Linked DNA regions of Anas platyrhynchos: region 1 is linked to region 2. Evidence: chromatin contacts called from public Hi-C data. All regions are on one chromosome and are shown on one strand. The core of a region is the stretch at or near the end of the contact, and the rest is flanking DNA. Distances in the headings are between cores, read along the strand shown. Region 1 holds the start of FGFRL1 (fibroblast growth factor receptor like 1). Region 2 overlaps FGFRL1 (fibroblast growth factor receptor like 1).

Evidence for each region. A called contact is a pair of places that touch in the nucleus more often than the background predicts.
Region 1: a Hi-C map of subcutaneous adipose tissue shows a contact between it and region 2, with 2.0 times the contacts expected there. The contact joins the promoter of FGFRL1 here to the enhancer-like site in region 2. A contact is called at or near these places in 2 of 8 Hi-C or Micro-C datasets (skeletal muscle and subcutaneous adipose tissue).

Annotation. Positions count from the first base shown.
Region 1 is chr4:73,496,151-73,499,691 of IASCAAS_PekinDuck_T2T, forward strand. FGFRL1 (fibroblast growth factor receptor like 1) reads right to left here and starts at 1,955. Exons shown (of 7, transcript XM_027455723.3): 1 at 1,352-1,955; 2 at 202-311. The coding sequence starts at 262.
Region 2 is chr4:73,394,552-73,398,378 of IASCAAS_PekinDuck_T2T, forward strand. The region is part of intron 3 of FGFRL1 (fibroblast growth factor receptor like 1); the gene reads right to left. Among named protein-coding and RNA genes, the nearest start is that of FGFRL1, 100 kb to the right of the region's middle. Within about 2 kb of position 1,475, at least 1 of the 8 cell types and tissues checked has an H3K27ac peak or open chromatin away from gene starts, as enhancers often do. A contact at or near this core is called in subcutaneous adipose tissue, where this site is marked.

The DNA.
Region 1 (3,541 bases), core at 705-3,204, 100 kb after region 2:
TGCTTTTCTTTAAAATCGTCCGTGTACTTCTTATAGGCGCACGAGAAAAAACCCTGCGAGTCCACCTGTGCTTGCGAGACCTCCTACAAACCCCGTGCTCCATCCACAGCCCCGAACCCCGCAGGTATGGAGACCTGCACGTGGGCAGAGGACGAGCCCCGGTGGCAGCGACACCGACGGGGGTCCCCACGGTTCCCTTACCTCTGGCCGAGTCCGAAAACGCAATTATCCCCGCAAACAGGAGCGCAAGCTGCAAGTCCATGGTGAAAGCCAGACCCCTCCGGGTCCTGCGGGATACCGTCCTCTCAGACCTGGAGGCAGGGGAAGGAAAGCGAAATAATTACGTGTTGGGAGGGGAAACAAACCAACAGCCCGCAACTTCGCAGACTTTTAAAGCCTGTTGCAGAGGCGCGAGGGCAGGAGCAGCGAATGAAACAGCGGCCGTACTTGTAATTCATTCCTCAGCGGTCGGCGAGCAAAACTTTGCCCTCCTCTCTGCTCCAACCCGATATAAAATCAAGAACCCACCGCGGCCAGCACGCTACTCTAAGCTCACAGTTAGGGCATAACTCGCTGATATCCCACACGGAGCCAGTCCGGAAAGCAAACAAAACGCTAGCGAGTGGCCATAAAACACGATTCCAGGTTGCCAGTTTGCGGAGGAGCCCGGGCGGAGGGGAGGAGGAACCCTTCCTTGCCCACCGGCACCCAGCAAACTTCGTGCGGCCGCCTCGGAGCTCTCAGCCCTGCTCCGTGCACCCCACAACTTCTCCCACCAGCTCTCCTCGTCCCTCTCCTCCTTTTTCTCTTCCCCCCCAAAAAGCCAAGCCAAGCCCCGCTGCTTTCCCTGCCCGCCAGAGGTGCGTCCCACAGCAAAACCGCATTAAATTATCCGGATTCTTGAAGATGCCTTCGCGGCCAGACGCGCAAGCGGGGTAGCTCAGGTTTAGGGTAATTACCCCCTCCCAGTGTCCCCCCCCTAATCAAACTCTCACTCTCTAAACACTGCCTGAATTCCTCCCCCTTGTAAAGCCCCCGCTGGGAACACCCCGTGCCCCCAGGGGACACGCAACCCGCTCAGCATCCACCAAAGCTCCCTCACCACCAGGTTTGGGGTCACCGTGGCACACGGGGGGGGCACACACACACAAATACACACCCCAAGAAAGGGGCTCCCCCTTTTTCCAGGAGGAGGGGGGCTCAGCTTTAAGCCATCCCCCAGCCGGGATTTACTACGGGGACGCGGCGGGGGATCGCGGGATGGGGTGGGGGCGATGGCACCAGGTGTGACATGGGTTGTAAGTGGGTTGGGGGGTCCGGGTGTGTGTGGGGGGGACAATTAAGGACTTACCTCGGCTGCCTGCGGGGCTCTAGCACCGAGCAATGCCGCCCATCCCCGTCGCTTCATGCTCTCCGCGGCCACGGCGCCCGGCGGGGCGCTCCGCCGCCGGCTTCTACCTCATCTCCAAACCCCCCCCCGGCCCCAAAACCGCAGGGGCTGCCTTCGGGGGGGGGGGAAAGGGGTAGAAGAAGAGGGTGTCCCCGGTCCCACAGAGCTGGAGGGGGGCTCCTCCGAAATCCCCGCAGCCCCCCCGGGTGGGGGTTTGCCAGCGGGGAGCCACCGGCGAGGAGCGAAGGGGAAAGGGGAGGTGGGGTGGGAAGGAAAGGGGGTGATGAAGAAAGGGGGGGTCGTAACGCTGCTTGCTTCCCTTGGGGGGGGGCTGCGAGTGGGGAGGGGGGCAGCGGGACCTGCCAGGGATGCCCGGGGATGCCGTCCCGCGGCCCTCCGAGCCGGAATCCCGTTTAAAGAGCCGGGAGGGGGAAAGGTTAGAGGGAGGGGGGAGGAAGAGGAGGAGGAGAGAAGGAGGAGGAGGAGGAGGGTGGTTAGGGGCCGTGGGGGGGGGGGAGCTGGCGGAGAGCAAGGAGCCGGGCTCGGGAGCAACTTTCCCTGCAGGGCTTTGTGGCGGTGGGGGCCGAGCCGCCGCGGAGGGCGGTGCGGGGCCGCCCCGCTCCAAACTTCGCACCAATCCCGGGCAGCCCCCGCCCTCCCCGCCGAGCCGCCGCTCCCCTTAACCCTTTTGCGGCGGATGGGCCCCCCCCGGACCCCCTCGGACCCCCCCCGGGTCCCCTCATACCCCCCTCATACCCCCCGCTATACCTCCCACCACCCTTTCTCCCCCGCCGCACAACCCCCCCCTTTCACCGTGCACCCCACAAAGTGTCCCCCCCTAGCCCCACAAAACCGCCTTCCCATTAGGAAACCCCCCTGGGGACAAGCTGAGCCCCCCCACAGCCCCCTCGGGGTTTGGGGACATGGGGACGAGGACACGGCATGTCCCAGGGGGGTGACATCCCAAGGGTGGTGGGGGACATCCCACCCTGGCAGCACGCGTGCAGCCCCCCTGGGAATGAACCGAAGCTAAACTTGAAGCAATCCGGCTCGAAAATGAAACTGCTGGGGAGTCTTCTCCTTGGGTTCGCCGCTGAAATTATTTATTTTCTACTTTCATACGGCTCAGCTGATGCGTCCCCGCTCATAATCGCTCTCCGCATGGGATAAAACTCAACCCGGCAGAGCTACCAAAGAGACTAAACAAATGCCAAGAGGGAAAAAAAAAAAAAAAAAAAAAAAAAAGCTGCCTGAATAGCTCCAGTATGTGGAGAGAAACATTGCTGATGTCTTTTATTGGTTCTCCTATTTGATAAGCTCTTATTTCTCTTATTTGATAAGCTCCAGCGTGAAGGCCTCCATGAAAATTAAGGGGTCGCAATGCTCAGTACTGGGGAGAACCCCGACACCCAGGCCAAGAAGCAGCTTTCACGTCCACTTTATCGATTTTGTGAGGATTATGAAAGCACACCCTCTGTTATTATTGTTACTGAATGCTTTTACTCAGCAATTCCTGAGGACATGAAATCTGGCTACAACATATCCAAGTGAAAAACATTTAAGACTAAACATATAAACCCCCCACATCCAGAAACAAACAAAGCAGCTGACAATATCTTTTCTATATATATATATTCTACATATTTTTATCATCATTTTTATTATTAAAGTTCATTAATTTGAGAAATCCCAGATGGGCTACTCCTCCTATCAGGCAATAACTTCAGCCTTGTTGACTTCAAAGATGGTGTTGACTGAGTCAAACCTTCAGGACCCGACCTACGTGACTGCATTCATGCCATGGACCCTGATAAAGTTGCTTCAAGCTGCACCAGGATGAGAGCTACATCTCAAGGAATGATGTGTAAAACATTTCTTTGTAGTGTTTCCTAGTAATTTCACCACAAAGGAGTCAAGGTTTTTGTCCCAAGGACATCGCCATCTAATATATGGTCCCAAAACTGTTTACACAACCTTCTGTTCCCATGCAGAGTGAAACCCAAAGCAGCCTCAGTTTGGGCTCAGAGGATAAATAACCTCTGATGGGCTCTGTTCCTTCCGTGCTTGCTTCTTTACTGAAAAATCTCATGTGTGCCTTTGTGGGCTCCAGCACCTCCCAGTCTGTGGGTGTTTCTCCTCCCAGTGCATCGA
Region 2 (3,827 bases), core at 225-2,724:
AGGAATGGAAAGAATGGTGTCAAAACAAAGACCTGTCTAGATGTCCTGGGGTGGACAAGACAGAGCTCATAGCAGGGTATGGGCAGTAGCCTCCCAGGATCTGGAAAATAGGTGTTGCTGCCTCAATATTCAGGACAGCGGGATGGGAGCAGCACTGAATCCATGCTGTGCTGCTCATCTGTTCCCATATCTGCCTTCAATTGCTCTGGGATGCTGCTGGGGGCTCTGGCAGCAGCTCTTGCTCTGCCCGCCACAGTAGGGCACCTTGATGCAGCAACCACATCTTCCAGCCTCAGCAAAAGTCTATTGCAGCACTCGTCTCATCACCTAGGGGACGATTTACCTGGTGGTGTCCCCCTTGCTACTAGCCACCATCAGAGTGGCAAGAAAGGACATGGAAAAGACACAGCATAGTGCCTGTTCTCCCACAGTAGGAATTTTGGATCCTGGAACATACATGCAGGATTTTCCCTCAGACAGAAAGCAGAAGGATTTATAATCTGAGGAATGAAATTCAGCCTTGGCACAGTCCCAAGCAAGCGGACAACTCAGACTAGACTGAAGCCCCAGGGACTGCAAGGCAGCATCCTGCTTTTTGGCAACACGCTAGATTTTGGCTGTCCCAACATCACACTGCAAGTTAAAGATCCGTAAAAGTCTCCACTTTATAAACCTCTATCCCATGCTATATAAAAATGTACATGGCAGAGAGAGGTAAGTGGAGTGGGAAGGGGGAGAACTAAGGAAATCAAACGCTGTGTGCCCAATGGACGTAAACACTCAATATTGACCTCAATTTGAAACTTTTTTCCTTTTCAGTCCTATCAAATCACCTTCCCAATCATATGCACTCACTCTTTGTCCCCAGGGACACGAGCACAGTTAGCAAAACATCTGCTTGAGGAAAAGCAAAGCGGTGCTGGTGTGACATGAGCTGCTGAAGAAGCACCTGACTGGGATGTGCCACCGAAGGGATGAGTCCAAAAATCACTAATATCTCTCCTTCTGTCTTTTGATTCAGCCACTCTGTGATAACCTTTTGGCTCACCATAAGCCACTTTTCACTTTAATTCCTAAAATAAGGTAATTACGATAAAAACCTGAGCTCAGCTGCTTTTGTCTCAGCCTGAGATCTGCCCCTTGAAGTGAAAGCACTACTTTCTCAGCTTCTATTAAATGATTTTTGCAGAGGAAATTGTTTTAGCAGGAGCTACGCAAATGCTGAATCTTTTGCAAGCTGTGAAGATCCACAGGAACTGAAGAGCTTTTCTCCCATGACTGTTGCATTGTTTTGCACAAGGAAGGACGAACAAGAGGTCAAAAGCAACGCAGGAACAGGAGCCTTTGGCCAACTTTGCCTACTGAGGTCTAGGAAGTCCCATGAGGAATTTGCTCCGCATCGCACAGAACAATGTGGTCCAAAACTCCTGCCCCACCTCCTCAACAGTGGCACAGGGGCTGTGCAGCATGCAAAAAACTGCCTTTAACTATTCCATCCTGTGCTCTGGCTAAAGCATTAAACCAGGTTTCCTTCCATTCCTTAAAGCTCATTGAAAAAAAGAGCCCCGAGCTCTCTGCAAAGACAATATCCAGAAGTGGGTCTTTGACTTCTCTCACATCCAGGACAGGCAGACGCAGAAAAAAGCTACCGCGTCTCCAGGATTACACAGAGAAATTACAAGGAAAATGCTCAAAAACAGTCTTTTGTAATTTCAGAGTGACTCACCACTAAAAACGATCTGAGGCCTTATTTGAAAACTTAGTAAAGAACGGCAGAGGATTGCTGTCGGAGTGCTATTGAATAACAGGGGGAAACAATTCCAGATGTAACGGGGATGGAAAGGAAGAGGGTGCCTCACGCTCCTTCGCAGTTGCATCTTCAGAGGACTCTTCTGCTCCAGCTGAGATTTCCCCCTCTGTGTCCCAACAGCGGAGGTCTGCAGTGCCTGACACACTGCAAAGACGAAGCCCACAACAAATAATAGGGCTTTTGTTTCAAACCAGCTCCAATTCCCATGGTTTCGTTTGAGATCCCTCTCCCCCTTTACAGATTCTATGTTTTGCTGAGTTTTCCTTATATTTAAGTGTCAGCCAGCGAAGAATTGGCAGCAGTTGTGGGACAATTGCTTCTCCTCATCTCCCTCTTGAAGGAAAAAAAAATAAAAAAGGAATTTAAACAGACAGCTTGAATGAAGCAGTGAGGCTTAAACTGTAACTGCACATTTTCAGGGAGCGTGAAGCTGTAAAGTGGAAGGCTTGGGGAAACGGAGAGGCAGCACACCTCAGTATCTAGGTTCACCATGCCACTTGAAGCAGGATTTAAGGGCTGAGCCATCTTGCAGAGCTCTTAGTGACTCCTGCAGTCAAACAGCAGCAGCATGAGTTTGCCCATGGGTGTGCAGGAAGGGTTGGTGGACCCAGGAGACCTGGGATTTTGGAGACCCAGGATTTTGGAGACCCAAATGCATCCTGAGTGGGGCTGCTAACTCCTAAGAGAGCTCACAGCCTGCTGATGGCTCCTCAATGTCAAACTATAAAACGTGAAGAAAACTGTGAAGCCTTGGAGTGAGCCGGGCACGGAGCTCTGTTTTCTTCCTGGCATGGTCCGCCAAGGAAGGAAAAATTCCCTTTCCACTGCCTTTCTACGCAGACCTAGGCGAGCTGCCACAGAGACAAGCACAAACAAAGCACAGATAAATTGTCTTTAATGAACAAAAGGTGGTCCAAGACATGCATTTGCTGCTGGCTCTTTCAGGAACTGGGGTTTGCTACAAGTGGACTCAAACAGCAAACGATTTTTCTCTTTTATTTGAGACCAGAAAATGGGTACTGCTCTCGGGAAGTTTCTAATGCAGTCCTGAGTGCCACAAAACTGCAGCTCTTCCTAATCCCAAATCCTGAGGACTCCTGAGATAGCCAGGAGGCTGGGGAAAAACTGATGCAGGAACTTTTCCTACCTTAAACTTTATGGGCATGAATTTGGATCCCTCCTAGCCTCTCACACACGGGTCCCTGGGACCAACAGCCTGTCTTATTCACCTTCCTATTCCTTTCCATCTTCCCTAATGCCATTACACCTGGTGAAACCCCATGAGTCCCGGGAAATGGCTTTGCCATTGCTCTGCATGAATCCACTGGCTGTGCGCAGGAACGAGAGCTCAGCCCGGAGACATAAACCCAAATATACAGCCGTGGACGGTATGCTGAAAACCAACCCGGCACAGAGAGCTGCTTTTATGGGCAGGATTTGTTTTTCCAAATGGGATTTATTTAAAGGAAAATTGAATGGTTATAAAGAGCTCGCTCTAACAATAACACAGAAAATGAATCCAGTGTTTGCTGCCGGCTCTGCTCCACGGTACGATCCAGACGGAGAAAACTCCTCCAGCGGGGCCTGGCAGCAAGCAGCCGGCCCTGCAGAGCCTCGTGGGGATGCGCCTGGGTGCAGCTGGGACTCGCTGGTGCCTGAAGCTAAGGCAGGAATTTCACTGCGTGGGGTTTGCAGTGCCCACGTGAGGAAGGGAGGATGGGAGCAGCCCCGTTTCGATAACCCGTATCACCTGCGTAGCCAGCTCTCGGAGACAAAGAGGGTTTCTCCTTCCAGGAGGTTGTTGGTGCTCTCATTCCCCATTTCACCATCTCCATCGGCAGGGCAGGGGCCCCTTCAGTGCAAACCTCGTTTATATTCCCTTGCTGTTCCTGCCAGCTGTATAAACTGCCTCCGTAAGCCTTGCTTCAGTTTTACTGGCATCTGGGCACTAACCTATGGGTACCGTGGAAGTATGCATCAATAAAAACCTGAAACTTTAGGTTTCTTCATTAACTGT